Linked DNA regions of Nothobranchius furzeri: region 2 is linked to region 1. Evidence: chromatin contacts called from public Hi-C data. All regions are on one chromosome and are shown on one strand. The core of a region is the stretch at or near the end of the contact, and the rest is flanking DNA. Distances in the headings are between cores, read along the strand shown.

The links. A called contact is a pair of places that touch in the nucleus more often than the background predicts.
Region 2: a Hi-C map of skeletal muscle shows a contact between it and region 1, with 5 times the contacts expected there. The contact joins the enhancer-like site here to the promoter of ak4 in region 1. A contact is called at or near these places in 2 of 2 Hi-C or Micro-C datasets (skeletal muscle and tail fin).

What each region holds. Positions count from the first base shown.
Region 1 is chr8:68,530,005-68,532,577 of NfurGRZ-RIMD1, reverse strand. It overlaps ak4 (adenylate kinase 4), which reads left to right and starts at 1,269. Exons shown (of 5, transcript XM_015970986.3): 1 at 1,269-1,634; 2 at 2,254-2,373. The coding sequence starts at 1,493. LOC107392912 (a long non-coding RNA gene) reads right to left here and starts at 19. Exons shown (of 2, transcript XR_011521420.1): 1 at 1-19.
Region 2 is chr8:68,588,427-68,590,999 of NfurGRZ-RIMD1, reverse strand. jak1 (Janus kinase 1) reads right to left here. Exons shown (of 25, transcript XM_015970987.3): 17 at 1,533-1,681; 18 at 1,236-1,392; 19 at 604-692. Among protein-coding and RNA genes, the nearest start is that of jak1, 43 kb to the right of the region's middle. Within about 2 kb of position 1,274, at least 1 of the 3 cell types and tissues checked has an H3K27ac peak or open chromatin away from gene starts, as enhancers often do. A contact at or near this core is called in tail fin, where this site is marked.

The sequences.
Region 1 (2,573 bases), core at 20-2,519:
GGATTCCTACGCAAATGACAGCGAGTCTTTTGCGCCTTCCGCTGTAGCGCAAAAACGATCAGTTTGTCAACTCTAGAATGAAAGCACCGATCTGCTGGAGATATGCTGTCAAAATAAACTAAGAAAATGAATAGGCTGTAAAATATGTATTAGCCTAATTATTCAAACAATATCTACCAACAATCTGTATGAAACCTGTTTATTTTTGGATTGTTTTGGATATTATTGGATTTGGATATTATTTTTGGATTGCAGTTCTACTATTTATTTCGGCCAACGTGCTTGAAATGAAAGAAATACACTCTAAAAGGTGTGAAAATAAAAACAACTGCATTTCATTTATTTATTTATAAAGCACCTTAATGCCACCAGCCAAGGCTGCCCAAAGTGCAATACGTGATAAAATCATAGCCCATGTACATTAAAATTAGAGTCAACAATCAGACCATACTAAAAATGGATATTATAAGACATAAAAACACTAAACATAATAAAATCAAAATGCACATAATGCCCCAAAACAATAAAAATAAATAAATACGTTCCAAGAATATTACCATTATTATTAATAATATTACAGTTTGGATTATTTTAGTAAAATTTGCGCAGAGCCAACTCAGGTTGGATTGTTGGTTTGACCCTGTGGCTGATGATTTCCACCAGGCCCGATCTGAACTTCTGAGATTGACACGTTTAAGTGTAGCACGTAAAAATGGTCTGCGACACACTCGTCCACCATAAGGTGGCGAATTGCTGTAACTTTATGCTTTTGTTTCCAGCGGAAAAGGTCAAGTCAACGTTTAAACTGCTTAAAACAAGTTTAAAAATAACCGTTAAATTGCTAATGTTTTGGTTAAAATAAATTATTGTTTCTAAAATTCAAACTTTGCTTGGACCAGCAGTCAACCACTTGTCAGGGCATATTTTAATTTAATAACAAACAAACAAACCAATAAACAAACAAACAAAAAACGATAAAAAAACAAATAACAAATGACAAAACAAAAATTAAAACAACCCAGCAGATTTTAGAGTGTAGATTAAATTCCAAACCGATGTCACATTTTTTTAAATAGCTCATAAATCAAATTAACCTCCTTTATCTAATTGTACATTACTTCTTCTCAAACGGACTACAATTTGTACCACATTAAAAACTACAATAACCAGTTCGCCGCCTGGTGTTCAGCCATCCGCATTTTTTCTAGATGATGCGCGCAGAAAAATAGGGCGTTGTGGAGTCTCGCTCGTTCATTCGCGGAGGAAAGTCTCTTTTCTTAAAGAAACAGGAGAGCGAGCGACGAAGAGAGAGAGAGAGAGAAAGAGAGAGCGAGAGAGAGACTGCGCGTAAATCCACTGCGAGCGAGTTTTAAAGTGCAGATATTTTTCTTGGCTGACCGTTCATGCGTGCAGCTGTGAGAAATAAGCGCAAACAGAAACATCTGCCTTTGAACAGCCCCGTCTATTGCTGCTTGTCCCCCCGGTGGTAGACATGGCAAAGTTATTCCGTGCTGCAATCATGGGTCCACCAGGATCAGGAAAAGGCACGATATCCAAGAGGATTGCTCAGAGCTTCGGACTGCAATACCTGTCCAGCGGTCACTTTCTGCGCGAGGGCACAACTGTCGACCCAGGTAAGAGAGAGAGAGAGAGAGGGAGATAGCCCGTAAACAGAAGCCCACTCCACTAAACTCTGTTGTGTCAACAGGAAGCGTTGGAGCCTGCTCGTTTTCCGTGCAGCATGCTTGAATTGCCACGATGACCTTGTTTTCATGCAGCTAATGTTGCAACAAAGCGCGTTGCTGATGCATGTAACATGAACTAGCAGTGTTTTCCCCCGTTCTGTCTTCAGAGCCTGTGTGAGCCTCACAACACCACACAGAAGAAAGCAGACACTAGATTGACCCCCCCCCCCCCCTGCTCACCCATAATGTGTTTTCTAATTTCAATTCCTAATTTTTTGCGTTTATTTCCTCAAACATCCAAAACCGTTGGTTGTGTTTCCTCTAGCTTCCTTTTTCTAGGGCACATTTTCTTCCCAGGAAATTTTAATAAAGGTTTCCGTACAGGCCAGCATGATTTGGAAAGATGCCAAAAACCGCGTTCCTTATTTTCTCTTTTATAATCTCTTCAATCAGTCCTCCGCAGGGACAACCCCGCAGCTTCCAAAGGTTAAACTTTTCACGTTGCCTCTCAGATAGACATTCTCACAATCAGGAAGCTCTGTTCATATCTCTGTTTGTTGTTGATCAGAGGCAGGACTGCTGGTGAAGACCTACGTACAGAAAGGCATGCCGATCCCTGACCATTTGATGACCAGACTGATGCTGCCCAAGCTGCAACAGCTGAGAGACCACAGCTGGCTGCTTGATGGTGAGAAACAGCTTTTGTTGTTTCAGACTTTCCACTAATACCATAAAACATGGAGCTGCCTCAATAAATTCTTGTATTTTCTTATATTTAAAGAAATATATTAAAAATGCTAAGTCATGGTAATTAAAGAGACTTCCAACCATCTTTCTAATCTGATTGGTCCATGCAGATGCCCCCCACCCCCATCCCACAGGCAGAGC
Region 2 (2,573 bases), core at 25-2,524, 58 kb before region 1:
ACCGATGTTGGGTTTTCTATTGCCAATGCCAAAATGTAGAGGTCGAGGTCAGTCGATGGCCGATATTTTGGGCCGATTTTCATGGCCGATGTCTAGATGTTTGCTACCTCATTTTCATGCTAAAATGTCACTAATGACATCAGATGCACAAAAGTTTTTGAACACTGAATTTAAACAGCTGTTAAATATTAATTGTGTGCACTGTTCAGTGTTAAAATCAGACACCTAACTAAAGTTAATCAAACAAATCAGTAAACTGACCAAGTATTAAATATTCAAAACTGGGAGAAAAAAAATTGTAGTTGGTGCATTAATTAAAAGCAGATGTTATCCAGGTAAAAATACACTTAAAGTCTGCAGCAGCAGTACTGGGCTGCCTGGGGATGTGCCTGACTTTAAATCGGCTCAACTAAGTGCAGATATTTAAAAATTATATCAAATATCGGCCAAACGATATATCGGTCTATGCCTAGTAGTGATTAATCATCAATAAAAAAGCTGAAGGAAAACAGATGGAATCACATTTTACCAGCCACCAATGTTAACAGTGTGGCCATGTTAGCCCCTCCCCCCCATAAGGGATCCACAACAATAGCGGCTTACCTCCCCCAGGGTTCTGATCATCTTCAGAAATCGTTTTTCAAAGACGGTTGGGTCCACCCCGGTCTGGTGTTTGGATCTGAAGAACACGTCTAACAGATGAAAGAACATGATTACAAAACATCCTTTCTTCAGCCTGGCGTCAGAGGAAGTCTACTGCGGTCGAGAGTGTGAAGGTTTTTGTGTTTATGCAACTGATGATGCTTTTAAAAAGGAGTTTAATTTCTAACCCCACTGCCACTGGAGCTGATCTGGTAGCCAGTTTGAAAAGTCATAAGAATAAAGGAGAATGATGAGTGTGCAGTAGCAGTTGGGTTAATAAACTGGCTGCAGTATCTAAATCTGGCCAGTAGGTGGAAGAATGTAGTCTCCAGAGCCAATGAGGCCCCAGTGAGGGGCAGATGACTTGATAATGCACCCAGTGAACTTCCTCATTAAAATCCAAGCGAGTAAACAACTCTGCTGTCAGGTGAGACCGAAACATTCAGATCTTATTTCAAATGTCAAGAAACTACGCATTTCTGGTTTAGCTTTCTTTCAGTTTCCAGTCCTGTTTTAAGAAAGAGTGTTAAAGTTATTCTGAACCTGATGTAACCAGCTGGTTTGTGACTTTACACGAGTGTCCTCACACCCACCCATTTTCCCCGGCTCGGTCATGTCCAGGTCTCTGACGATGGCCCTGAAGAAGGGTCTCTTCTTGGGGTCGTAGTTCATGCACTTGGTCATGAGTTCAGCAAGCTCTTCATAGTCGGGGGTGACCAGCTGGCACTCCATTTCATAAAACCTCTCTTTCTGCTCGGAACAGGAAGCAAGCATTTGATCAAGAAAAACGCAGCAAAGCAGCTGGAGTTCATCACAGGCAGCATGGAGAAGTCAGCCTTGGACAAGATTTGTTTCAGAGCATTTGTTCATGTTAGCATGTGCGCTCTTGCCTCGATAAGCTTCTTGTCTTTGAGAGGAACTTCTCCATCGAAGCAGATCTCCCACAGGGTGGTACCAAAACCCCATTTGTCTGCTGCCACACTCAGAGACGCATTCTTTAGACATTCGGGAGCGATCCAGGGGATTCGATGCACGCACTCTGCAGACACAAAGAAAATCAAAGCTGAAAATGTGTTTGTGAAATTCTTGTCAGCCTTACCAGGATTTCAACTGAAACTCTCATTTATAAAAACACGCTAGTGAAGGACGTCAGCTAAACTGCATCCTCTTTGAAGGAGACGATAAAAAAAAAAACAATAGGAATAAGTTCATTGTGCCTTTCATCCAAGTCAGTCAGAATAGGGTTTTGTCATTTATGAAGGCATTCCTAGACATCATGTAAGCAGTCCAGGCTGCAGGTAACCAGATACTAGGGCTGGGCAAAAGGGACAAAAACACATACTCCATATTTTTAGCTGAACTCTGATATGATACATAACTTGTTACGTTTCTAAAGTTTTAGCTACGTGTCTCAAATGCCACACAGACACGTTATAATTTATTTATAATTTAAGCAAAAAAAAAATTCAAAGACCAAGTTCACCCGTTATTTCAACACATTTGCTGTGGTCTGTATAAATAAATGAACGCCATGTGGCTCGATCTCCGGTGCTTCTGTTTCAGGATGTAGAAGTTAGCCAGAGCAGAAGACAGCAGGATTTGGGAGTCTTCTAACCTTGTGCTGCAAGATGGATTCTCGTGAGATTTTCCAAACTCAGGAGAATCCATCTTGTACCGCTCCAGTTCAAACCGTCCGACCTCCAGCCCAAAACGGGCCGGACCAATCATGTGTCAGTACTGTGCTGTAGGGTGGGGCTAAGCTAAACAAAAATGGTTGTGTCGGTTGACGCTAACAGCAACCAATAGTTACAACAGCACGGGGTCCACGGCCACAATGGTCGCGGTCGGACATCTTCAATTTGTCAAAACATATTTAACAGAAAATTCCCTAAAAATCCATTCAGATATATTTGTACATGACTACAGTTACA